Regions from separate parts of the Mus musculus genome. Here region 1 is linked to region 2. A link is a contact called in public Hi-C data. All regions are on one chromosome and are shown on one strand. The core of a region is the stretch at or near the end of the contact, and the rest is flanking DNA. Distances in the headings are between cores, read along the strand shown. Region 1 has its middle 22 kb from the start of Mybpc1. Region 2 holds the start of Sycp3 (synaptonemal complex protein 3).

What was found. A called contact is a pair of places that touch in the nucleus more often than the background predicts.
Region 1: a contact with region 2 is called in a Hi-C map of embryonic stem cells, with 1.7 times the contacts expected there. The contact joins the enhancer-like site here to the promoter of Sycp3 in region 2. A contact is called at or near these places in 3 of 39 promoter capture datasets (cranial neural crest, hippocampal neurons and liver), 1 of 484 Hi-C or Micro-C datasets (embryonic stem cells), 1 of 115 datasets of contacts at active chromatin or transcription factors (embryonic stem cells) and 2 of 9 other capture datasets (liver and pancreatic islet).

What each region holds. Positions count from the first base shown.
Region 1 is chr10:88,623,913-88,630,571 of GRCm38.p6, reverse strand. No RefSeq gene overlaps it. Among named protein-coding and RNA genes, the nearest start is that of Mybpc1, 22 kb to the right of the region's middle. Within about 2 kb of position 3,396, at least 13 of the 459 cell types and tissues checked have an H3K27ac peak or open chromatin away from gene starts, as enhancers often do. A contact at or near this core is called in embryonic stem cells, where this site is marked.
Region 2 is chr10:88,456,558-88,462,893 of GRCm38.p6, reverse strand. Sycp3 (synaptonemal complex protein 3) reads right to left here and starts at 3,307. Exons shown (of 9, transcript NM_011517.2): 1 at 3,182-3,307; 2 at 291-433. The coding sequence starts at 3,228.

The DNA of each region.
Region 1 (6,659 bases), core at 2,147-4,646, 170 kb before region 2:
AAGATCCATGGGGCAGCTATAACAAGTAATCCCACATGTCCCCAACAGATAACTACATTCTCAAATAATCTAGTGAAGTGCCTGACACATGGGCCATCCATATTCCTTCCTAAGAACTGCTTCTATCTGGAATTTGGCTCATCTTTTCCCAATGATGATCCAATTCTCAGTTTTTTGACACTTCTGAGATGTTAGGGCCCAGAGAGGGCCAGTGCTAAGTACTTGTCTTCTAGGAGTGACGGAATCACCTTCAATGAACAGATGTGTGAATACACATTGTGGGAAAGCTCCCTGGCTGTCAATCCCTGCCACACACAGACACACACACACACAGACAGATAGACACACACATATCACAAGTGCACATACATGCTCACACATGAGGGGGTAGGGGAGACTCACCACGCAATCATTCTCTCTGTTTTTTTTTTTTTTTCAGTTCCAAGATATAGCAAGTCTTTCCTACTGCATGGTCTTTATGATGCTGCTCCCTCCCCTTGCCTGGAACACTGTTCTCCATTCTTACCAGCAACTGTGGCTTTTTAAGGCCACCAACAGATTGGGAAAGGATCTTTACCTATCCTAAATCAGATAGGGGACTAATATCCAACATATATAAAGAACTCAAGAAGGTGGACTTCAGAAAATCAAATAACCCCATTAAAAAATGGGGCTCAGAACTGAACAAAGAATTCTCACCTGAGGAATACCGAATGGCAGAGAAGCACCTGAAAAAATGTTCAACATCCTTAATCATCAGGGAAATGCAAATCAAAACAACCCTGAGATTCCACCTCACACCAGTCAGAATGGCTAAGATCAAAATTTCAGGTGACAGCAGATGCTGGCGTGGATGTGGAGAAAGAGGAACACTCCTCCATTGTTGGTGGGATTGCAGGCTTGTACAACCACTCTGGAAATCAGTCTGGCGGTTCCTCAGAAAATTGGACATAGTACTACCGGAGGATCCAGCAATACCTCTCCTGGGCATATATCCAGAAGATGCCCCAACTGGTAAGAAGGACACATGCTCCACTATGTTCATAGCAGCCTTATTTATAATAGCCAGAAGCTGGAAAGAACCCAGATGCCCCTCAACAGAGGAATGGATACAGAAAATGTGGTACATCTACACAATGGAGTACTACTCAGCTATTAAAAAGAATGAATTTATGAAATTCCTAGCCAAATGGATGGACCTGGAGGGCATCATCCTGAGTGAGGTAACACATTCACAAAGGAACTCACACAATATGTACTCACTGATAAGTGGATATTAGCCCCAAACCTAGGATACCCAAGATATAAGATACAATTTGCTAAACACATGAAACTCAAGAAGAATGAAAACTGAAGTGTGGACACTATGCCCCTCCTTAGAATTGGGAACAAAATACCCATGGAAGGAGTTACAGAGACAAAGTTTGGAGCTGAGATGAAAGGATGGACCATGTAGAGACTGCCATATCCAGGGATCCACCCCATAATCAGCATCCAAATGCTGACACCATTGCATACACTAGCAAGATTTTATTGAAAGGACCCAGATGTAGCTGTCTCTTGTGAGACTATGCCGGGGCCTAGCAAACACAGAAGTGGATGCTCACAGTCAGCTAATGGATGGATCACAGGGCTCCCAATGGAGGAGCTAGAGAAAGTACCCAAGGAGCTAAAGGGATCTGCAACCCTATAGGTGGATCAACATTATGAACTAACCAGTACCCCGGAGCTCTTGACTCTAGCTGCATATGTATCAAAAGATGGCCTAGTCGGCCATCACTGGAAAGAGAGGCCCATTGGGCACGCAAACTTTATATGCCCCAGTACAGGGGAACGCCAGGGCCAAAAAGGGGGAGTGGGTGGGTAGGGGAGTGGGGGTGGGTGGGTATGGGGGACTTTTGGTATAGCATTGGAAATGTAAATGAGCTAAATACCTAATAAAAATGGAAAAAAAAAAGAGTTGGAAGCTTAAAAAAAACGAAAGCTTTACTTTCTCAAGTGCTCAGGGAAGCAGCCAGTTCAGGATCTGAACCTTGCTTGCATCCCAGAAGGAGACTGTACACCATTTTTTAAAGGATGGGAACACAAGCTGGGGTGGAGGAGCGAGAGAGCTGCAGTGTTCTCCAATGATGTTTTGACATTAGGGGTTAAGACAAGGGAGTACTCCTTGGAGACTGGGATGTATCCAGGGCACCTGGCTTCAAGGCCTTTAACTCATTCTCCTAGACATTAGGTGCAGAGCTCAGAGTGATAAGGGGACAAAGGAATGGGTCAGCTGCATGTAGTTAATTAGGGCAGAACAGGCAATTGTTTATATATTTTTAATAACTTATGCACCTTGGTTTAGATAACAGCAATTTCTAAATTTTATTGGTTAAGAGACAATTAAGAAAACATTTGGAGAAGTGGGACAGGTGTTCATTCCTAGGCCTGGGAACATGAACTTGTTTGACCCTGCCAGCAAGATGGAGAAGTTATCCTTGAAATGGCTGGGCTCAGACAACAGTTGCCTCACAACAGAAGCCGTTCTGCTATAAGGAAGTCCCCAGCTCCCCTACAACCTGGGACCTTCAATTTAGCCTTTCCCTATGATTAAATGGAGTCTGAAAAGGAAATGGTAGTACTTAGAATAAGTTTCTCTTGCTTGTCCCCAACCCATAATTCCTGAAAGGCAGTGAAAACTTTCCACCACACCCTAATTCTCCAGGGGTGGGGGATCAATTTCATTTATATGGAGAGAATTCCAATGGAACCCCAACCAACCAAATAATCAGCAAGGATGACTTGAGGTAGTCGAAGTTGTTCTGGCAGCTAGAGACAGGTTCCAGGTCTCAGGGTAATTCAGAACCTGCTGGAGTATCTCATGTCCCTGGGCCTGACAGTAGGCACCCTCTCTCCCCATGCTAAAGTCACATTAGTTGTGTTTTATTAAATGGTGGTGGAAGGGAGCACCTGGGTGGGCCCAAGCCAAAGCGTTCCCTCTTAGGAATCAGCCATAAGATAGACCATACCCTTAGTATAAAAGGGAGTTTATTGGGACCTGGAGAAGGGGGTAGAGAGAGAGGAGAGGAAAAGAGGAAGAGAGAAAGAGAGGAAGAGGCTGGCTGGGGATGCGTGGGTAAGAAAAAGAGTAAGAAAGAGGAGAGAGAAGAGAGGGAGGGAGAGAGAGGGAAGGAGGGAGAGAGAGGGAGGGGAGGGGAGGGGGAGAGGGAGGGAGGAGAGAGAGAGAGAGAGAGAGAGATCTTACTAGTAAGCCAGGCTATGTGGGGGCAGCTGTTGCTAGGTAACTGTGGGGTGTGGCCTAGAGGAAATGCTAACAACATCATTAACTACTGGCTTGCCCCAAGCATCCTAGAGTCTGGCCTAGAACTGTGTGCTTTTCTCCAGCTGAATGATGCCGTAATTATGCTTTGTGAGCATCCGTTCAGTGAAGGTGTTTCCCTGTGGCTGAATGCAACCCAAGGAGACTGATCGGAAAGTCCCTTAACTGAGCCCACAATCCCGCTACCACCTGTACCCCAAACTCTAGGTACCCGACAGGAAATTGAAAAGCTTAAAAATAAATTACTCCGCTTCTCTTGCTTAATTTGGACTTTTTTTTTTTTTTTAAAGACTGGAGAACTGAAATAACAGCTGCCTGGATTTCCTAGTTCTGGAAGCTGGGAGGCCTGAGGCCAAGAAGCAGGAAGGCCTTACGTCTGCAGAGGATGCTTTATTCATAGCCATCTACTGATTCTGTGTGTCTGTCTCCACATGGCAGAGAGCAGAGAAAGCGAAATACTCACCTTCATGATCTACCCCACCACCACCCCGCCCACCCCACCCCCAACCCCCGCCCCCAGGACAGGGCTCTCCCTGACTTTCTCTGAACACCAAGCCTTGTTTCCATGAGAGGACCCTTGTTTCCTCTGAATCCCTCTTAAAGGTCTACTTCCTGCTCTGTGCCTAATGATATAGTGCTAATTATTGCAGGGCTTTTGGGGGTCCCGAGTGAGGTTTAATAATAAAGACGGGGTACACAAGGAGACATTTGTATAGAATTAGGCTGTTGGTCTGTTTGTGCAGCTAGCTTCTAACTTAACCCAGCTTCTCTGCCATTGTGTCCCTCAACGCAGCTCTTATTGCTCTGCCTCCCTGCTCTGGTCCTTCCAGCCTAGCTCCAGCCACCAGCTCTTTGTTATACAAAAAGCCACACTCCCTACTCAACCCTTAGTCTCCAGGGACTAAATGACCTTCCCCAGGGCACCTAGCTTGTCTTTTCTGGGCAGGTGGGAAAGGGACAAACATTTACATATTCAGCTAGCAGCCCAGCAATTAAAGATTGAGAATACAGGGATATACTTTACATGTGTAGGGGTGGGTTATCCCAGAAGAGAATCTTCTCCATCCCTACGTAGGGAAGAAGGGTGGAGTCCCTAAGTACCAATTTCTTCTTCTTCTTCTTCTTCTTCTTCTTCTTCTTCTTCTTCTTCTTCTTCTTCTTCTTCTTCTTCTTCTTCTTCTTCTTCTTCTTCTTCTTTTTTTAAAATTAATTTATTTATTTTATGTACATGAGTACATTGTTATCTTTTGACACACCAGAGGAGGGCAGCAGATCCCATTACAGATGGTTGGGAGCCACCATGTGGTTGCTGGAAATTGAAGTCAGGACCTCTGGAAGAGCAGTCAGTGCTCTTAACCACTGAGCCATCTTTCCAGCCTGTTTTTCTTTTCTTTTCTTTTCTTTTCTTTTCTTTTTTTCTTTTTTCTTTGGAGGGGGGGTATTTTATTTATTTACATTTCAAATATTGTCCCCCTTCCCTTGGTTTCCCCTCCACAAACCCCCATCCCATCTCCCATCCCCTTTGCCTGTATGAGGGTGCTCTTGAAAGAAAATAAAAAAATTGAGATCTGTGATTCATGTAATGTATGTCAAATAGCCCAAAGAGTTGTTTGTGAGCTTTGAAACCTGGGGCTGAGAAAATAGCAGAACAGGCCGGGACATGCCCGGGCAGGCCCATCGTTACCTGTCCTGACTGGCCTGGTACCTCCCTATCTCCCGCCCTTCTGACAGCCTGCTGATGTTTAAATGAACCAATCATGTGAAACCACGCCAATTCCTCCCCCAGCCCCACCCCTTTTCTATAAAAACCCCTAGCTTCCAAGCCTCGTGGTCGAAACCACTGTCTCCTGCGTGAGATAGGCTCTGCCATTAAACTACCTCGTGTTCTTACATCAAGTTGGTCGTCTGTTCGTGATTCTTGGGTGTGCGCCGAATGGAAATTGAGTGGGGGTTTCCCCACTAGGTTCTTTCACTCTCCCTCCCACCCCCACATTCCCACCTCACCGCTCTAGCATCCTCTTACACTGGGGTATCAATCCTCCACAGGACCAAGGGCCTTCCCTTCCATTGATTGCCCGACAAGGCCATCCTCTGCTGCATATGCAGCTGGAGCCATGGATCCCTCCATGTGTACTCTTTGGTTGGTGGTTTAGTCCCTGGGAGCTCTGGGTGGCCAGGTGAGTTGATGCTGCCCTTCCTATGAGGTTGCAATGGGGGTTGTTTAAAAAGGAGCAAAGGTCCAGCCTCCCACCCCAAATTCCCAAACACACATGCCAAGGGCTTTCAAGAGAACCCAAGAGCATCTTTCTGTGCAATAGCTATTAACACCCCTCCTACCCACAGTTCCAGATGATTCTCTGTAATCTAATCCCCCAACGCTTGTTCCTCCTAAACTTCCAGCCACTGGCTGTCCCCAGCTACTGTCTTCCTGGATTGTCTAACTTAAGCAAGAAACCTTTCTCTTTAGGGCTTTGAGAGAAGGAAGAATTCCCTTTGGCACACTGGAAAGGAAAATAAAATTGTAGGTGTTCCCTTGCCACTGTCCCTCCCTCCCTCCACCCCCCCCCCCGATTTTTCTCATCGCAACGATGTTTGGTAACAGTAGGAGAAATCGTGCCAGTCAGATCAAAAGTAAGGGAACACCAAGGGAAGAGTGGAAAGACACGTGAAAGCAGGGACAGGGACAGGGACGGCAGGTGGGTCTGTCAGAGCAGAGAGCAGGAGGGGATTACACAACAGTCTCGCTGTAACTTAAAATACCATCTCCTGGCGGGTGTACTGCCGGAGGCTCCTGGTGTGGGAGAATTTGTACAACTGTTCAGTGGTGTCCCCAGGAGCATGAAAAGATGGAACACTGCAGAAAGTTAAGTGTCACTAGAGACAGTGGGTTATTGAGGAAAATCACACCAGGAATCAGCACAGCACCTGATCTTGCCAAAACGAATACGATTATTATTGGGAAAGGAAAGTAAGACCTGAGGCCCCGTGTGCAAACTCGCTTGTGTGTGCTCCAGCATTCAGGATTCATACAGCCAGACAGTCTGAAGTCATATCTACACAGCCTACTAACAAACAAAATACAGAAGCCTTTATTCCCAAGTTTCTGTATCTGTAAAATAGGACTGATAATAATTTTTACACACAGGGCTATTATATTATATAATTTATTATATAAATTGTACCAGTAGTAAAAAAAAAACCCCACTCATTATTACAGTAGCCCTGAGATAGAGCCAAGAATGGTCTTTATTATTATTATCATTACTACTACTACTACTACTATTATTATTATTATTATTATTATTTTATTTTTATTATTATTTATCTGAGACAGGAT
Region 2 (6,336 bases), core at 2,058-4,557:
GTTATATGAAAATGCTTCCTTAATTCAGTTTTTGTTGTTGTTGTTTTTGTATTTTTGTTTTTTGTTTTTTGTTTTTCGAGACAGGGTTTCTCTGTATAGCCCTGGCTGTCCTGGAACTCACTTTGTAGACCAGGCTGGCCTCGAACTCAGAAATCTGCCTGCCTCTGTCTCCTGAGTGCTGGGATTAAAGGCATGCGCCACCACGCCCGGCCTTAATTCAGTTTTAAGTGTAGCAAGTTCAAAATAAATGGACTCTAGAACATTGTTAATACCCAACAGTAGATATTTACCATCAGCAACATCTTCTTCTGAACCAGACAGATCTTTATCATCTTTCTCAAAGTCAAAGGCTTTTTTAGGCTGATCAACCAAAGGTGGCTTCCCAGATTTCCCAGAATGCTTTCTTCCACCAGGCACCATCTTTAGATGTTTGCTTGTTTAAAAAACAAAAAGACAGCAAAAAATCTTCAGATCTCTCAAACTGTTTGAATTCAAAGACATCGCCTAACTTTTTTTTTTTTTTTTTTTTTTTTTTTTTTGGTGGGGGCGGAGAGAAATGAGGGAACCTATGTGGAGGGCAGAGGCAACTTAAGTTAGCTCTCTTCCACCAACTGGGTCCTTGGGATCAGACTCAGGTCAGGCTTGAGAACAGGCACCTTTACTCACTGGGCCATGTTGCTACCTAGTATTTTTCCATTGTACTAAAAATTAACAGTTTATCATTTTATAAGGAAGAAAAAAACATAGTGATAGCTTTGACACTGACTCCCAAGTATCTTTCCACCTAGCCACTAGATCTGAATTTTGGCCCTATATACCTATATATTTTAATTGTTCATCTTAGAAAAGTAAAATCATGGTTACCCTCAGGATAAATCACAAGCAGTCCAAAACTTGGCTGTAGCAGTAGAAATCTACAACATATAGCTGTACAGGACTGAAGGTATAGCTCAGTTATATAATACCTATATAGGAGGCCTTGGGTTTCATCCTCAGCACTGCATAAATGCATAAAACACACAATGGTTATATAAAGAGTGGGCAACTGGGCTATAGCCCCAAGACTGTCTTAAGGGAAAAAGAAAAAACAAAACAAAGCACAAGTGGCACACACCAAGCATTCCAGTACTTAAGAGGTTGATACAGGATTACATAGACCAAGCCTGACCTTCAAAACAAAAAACTAGACCTTAGGAAAGTTATGCACCTATAAAAATTTCCATAGTATTAAATGAAAAGGGTCTTGCAGAAAAGGCACACTGGACACCCATAGGTCCTGCCCCCCACATCTCTCAGTACCCTCAGTCATAAGTGCCTTAGCTCCTAGCCCCTCAAATCCACCAGCTCCCCAACCCGTATGCTCTCATGTTTCCAGTCCTATCCCCACAATGCCTCATTCTTTCAGCCCCTATTCTCTCACCACTCAGTCCCCCAACCCACTAGCCCTCTCTAGTCCTTCATTCCTCCCAGGCCCTCATTTCAGAGATGTGCAGTCTCCCTTGCCCCAATCATTCACCCTTATAGCACATCATTATCTCTATTCCTTATGCCACCACCCAAACGTCTAGCCCTTCAGTTTCTAGTACCTGTCTCCTAACCTCTAAAGGCCATCATTTCCTCAGGCCCCAAGAACTTTATTCCATCAACCCTATAAAGTCCCCATCCCAAATTACCCCTAGATTAATTCCCTCACCCACTACCCCTAATTGCCACAGCCCCAACCCTTAATTCCCTCATCCCCAAACATTAAGTCTGTCATTCCCAACTCAATTTTAATGTTCTCAAACCTGATCCTTAATCTCCTTACTCATAATCCCTAATATTCACTCTCATTCTCTCTCTCTCTCTCTGTCTCTCTCTCTTTTGGTTTTTCGAGACAGGATTTCTCTGTATAGCCCTGGCTATCCTGGAACTCACTTTGTAGACCAGGCTGTAGATCCTAAACCAGAGAGAGTCCCATATCCAAACACTTAATTTTCTCAGTCTGACCCCTAAATTGCTATACTTCCTATTTTTAAGTTTCTTCATCCTAACCCCAAATTCCCTGATTCCTTACCTCCTAGTTGACCTATGCCACCTCCTCCTAATCCCCTTGGACAAAGGCCCTAATTCCCTAAACCCCATCTCTAAATTCTCTCAGGCCCACCCCCATTTCCCTAGGCCACAACCCTAATTTGCCAGATCCTACCCCCATTTCCCTAGGCCACCCCCCACCCCGTAGACCACACCCCCTAGTTTGCCAGGCCACACCCCCAGTCCCCTAGGTCCCGCCCCTAATTCGATAGGCCCGGCCCTTAACTCCCAGCTGCCAGCCTCCATTTCCCTTGGCGCGGACCCCAGTTCCTAAAGTCTTGCCTCTAACTTTCCTTAGCCCCTGGCTCCTAGGCCTGGACCCCTAATTCCCTACCGCAGCTTCCTAATCCCTTAGGTCCCAACCGCTAATTCCCTCGTCCCTGACCCTGAGCCCTTAGCCATGACCCCTAGCTCCCCAGGGGCCGCCTTCTGACTTCCTTAGCTCCTGACCCCTAATTCCTTAATTCCCGCAGCTCCCAAACCCCGATTTCCTAGGCCCGCCTCCTAATCCCCTAGGCTGCCATCTCTTCCTTCCCAAGCTTCGGCCTCCAGGTCCCCTTGACCCCTGACCCCTACTTCCCCATTGACCTCCGTTGGCCGTGACCTTTAATTCCCTCAGCCTGACCCTTCTTCCCTAGGTCCGGACCCCTACTTCCCTCAGCCCTGACCCCTAACTCCCCAGCCCTGCTTCCCGACTGCTTTAGCCCTTGACTCCTAGTTCCCTCGGCCCTGCCTCCTAATTGCCCGAGCCCACGACTCCAACTCCCTCAGCCACGACCAACTCCGTCAGCCTGACCCCAGTTCCTTCAGCCCAAACCCCAACTTCCTGCGCCGGACCCCCAACGTCCTGTGCCGGACCCTCGACTGCCTAGGCCCGAACCCCAACTCCCTAAACCCTAGGCCCGACCCCAACTTCCTGCCTGGATGCCCAACTCCCTCGGCCTGACCTCCGCTCCCCTCAGTCCCCGCCTGTCCCCCACCGGCCATGGTTGGCGACTGGCCTGCCTTGGTTGTGGCGCCTTCCCCCCTGGCCGGGACTCCTCCTCTTCCCGAGGCCCAGGCCCACGAAGGCCAAGCCGACCCGGCTTTCACTCCCCCATCTCCTTACCTCAGCGGCTCCGGTGAGCTGTCGCTGTCCCCACACCCTCGAAGCATCTGAGGAAACCTGGCCCTTGGGCAGGAGTAAATACAGTCCGGCCCCGACCAAGCTCTCTGCTGATTGGCTGAACGCCATGGGTACACACACGCTTACGTATAGCCCCGCCTCCTAGCACGTGCTCCATGCCCGTTCTCACGTGGGAGCCAACGGCAGGGACACGATGGGCGGGGCACTTCCATGATGGACACCTCACCTCTACCCTGAGAAGCAGCACTTTCCCGCTGTTCCTTCCTTCGCTTTAGGAAGTCTTATCCACAGCACACCCGACTCTCCCATCCCACCTGACCTGGCCATCTTTGCTCATGGATCCTCATTCACACCTATATGGAAACTATAAATTATCCATCTTCCCGTTTCCTGATGTCTTTGTTTGATTCTTTGTTGTTTTCTGATACGGAGTCTCAACTCTAACCCAGGCCGACTTCAAGCCCCATGGTAATCTTGCCATAGCTTCCTAAATGCTGGGATTATAGGAGTAAACCATAGCCGATTTACATTTTCTGAGTTTCGATAACACATATAGTCTTTAATATAGCAATACATCATAGTTTTCTTTATGCCTGAGCATTGCAATAACGAAAAAATTCAACATTTAATATAATATTCTGCAACTCACTTTTTATTCATTATTGCTATAAGAACCGCTGTTATTATAGATAGCCAGGACTAACATGCAAACAGGATTTATGGTACAGCAGTCACTAGAACAGAGTTTATAAGGTTTTTTATGCTAGCTTTTGATTTCTGAGTTTTTTCTGTGTTCATTTTCATATAAAAAATCATCATTACCTTGAGTGCTAAAAAATCATTCCTCTACAAGTTCCATGAGTCATTAAGTTTTTAAATATATTTTTAAAAATATTTTAATTAAAATATTTAAAAATATTTTAATATTTAAAATTTTAAGAAAAAATATTACCTTTTCTATAGAAACTGATGTCTCATAATTTATTAAGAAGTGTGTGCTCAGGGCCGGGCCTTGGTTGGCACACACTTTTAATCCCGGGAGTTCAAAGCCAGCCTGGTCTACAAAGTGAGTTCCAGGACAGCCAAGGTTACACAGAGAAACCCTGTCACGGGGAGAAAAAAAAAAGTGTGTGCTCAGAAACGGAGGAGGAGTGAATGGGGGAGGGGGAGGATTGGGAGGAGAGGAGGGAGGAAGAGTAACATATGAGAGAAGGATAAATAAAACATTTTTTTAAAACCGTGTTCCCTCCCTTTAATGACTGTGTCATACATATATCATGTCCCTGTTAGCTTTATGTCAAGAAAAATTTTGCTAGAACAACTGTACATATACAGCTCTCAGGGAAAAGGCTTTTGCCAATGCAAATGAAACAGCTCTGCTCATGCAGGCAGAAGTTTCCTTACTCTGTTTAGGCAGGGGAGGTTGCCCCAGTAGGTGTTACAGCTCTGCTGGGAAAGGTATCCTGGCAGTGGAGATTCAAGAAAAACCACAAAGTCACACTACACAACAGACCTCACACAAGAGATTTACTGGGAGGGAAAAATCCAGGAAGGCGGCTGCTTCTGTTATGGTGAGAAAAAGCAGGGAACTGGGCAGAAGTCAGGGTTATATAAAACTTCTTGGGGTAGGGGGGTCGGGGTGGGGAGGCGGAGCAAGGAGGGAGGAGGGCATTCTTTTCAGTGTGCCCCGGGATTGGAGCATTATCTGGCCTAATCTTGAGGCAAACTCTGGGATTGGTGGGATTTTGTGACCCGCTCTTGAAGCTCAGAGATTCGTAGGATTTCATGCTCAGGGAATTGGTGGGGTTTTGTTGTTGTTTTGTCTTTTTGTTTGTTTTTGTTTATTCTTTGGTCCTGGTCTCAGGCTTGGAGTTAAATTAGGGTCAGGGTGCCTTTTCCTTGGCCCTTTTAGACTCTACATTTACGGGGTGTAGTGTGATAATTTGACAGTTCGTAAGATCAAATCAAAGTATGTTTCCCAAAATTTCTGCGTTTACTCTTCCTGTTGTTCAGCTGGCAGATTTCCCTATGTCCCTCGTGCAAACCACAATTTTCATCGCTCCAACTTTAGGGAACTTTCAATTCGTGGTACAGCAATTCTCACACCTTGTTCCTCGCTAATACACATCCTGGGATGCTTGACTCTTCATTTCCTACATGATTTTCAATAGGGTTTCCTAGGTCCATTCAACAACAACAACAACAACAACAAACAAAAACAAAAAACCAAACTTGTTTGTTTTCTTTGCTGTGGGAAGGGTGACACTGACCTATAGAACTAGACTGAATTAGAGAGAACGGAGGCTCACTAGTCTTATGCATGTGTGTGTGTATGTGTGTGTGTGTGTACATGCCTGCATTTGTGTGCATAGGTATTCTGGCATGTGTGTGCATGTCTGATCGGAAAATCAGTGGTCAGTTTTTGGGTGTCATTCCTCAGGTTACACTTATGAAGTAGCAACAAAATATTTTTATGGTTGTGGGTCACCACAACATGCCGAAGAACTGTATTAATGGGTTGCAGGGTTAGGAAGGTTGAGAACCACTGCAACCTAACCTCTGGCTAAATCTAGGCATCTAGCTGTAGGGACTGCCCACATAGGGTAAAGGAGAAGCAGGAAATCACACGTGTATATGCCCAGGTGTGGGAAGCCATGCGGCTGGAGGCCAGGTGAAACCCACTTGTTTACTGCCTTGCCGAGCATGCGCAGTGAGGCTGCATGCGTGGGCTGCCTGCCGGGCAAGACTGTTCCTCATGATAGGGCCCTGTCAACCTATCTGTGAATGATCTGAGCTCCTGCCTGGAGCATGTGTGAATTCTGATTGGATGAGGTGGGGTCCGACTTGGTGTCTGTGTGGTTCCTGTTGCTGCTGGCTCGGAGGACCAACGACACCCAGGCACCTTTTAAAAAGCTGGAGGCATGTCTTATGGGATTGACTTAGAAATAGAGTTGTTTAGCCTGCCTCTATAACCTCAGGAGTGACACCTGTAAAGACATGTGTTTGTGCCGTTAGAGGGCTGAGCAGAAAAGGTCTGGAGCTAGATGGGTCATGTAGAGTAGATTTTGAGGGGGGGTGTCGACACAGAGTTTCTTTGTATAGCCCTGGCTGTCTTGGAACTCACTTTGTAGATCAGG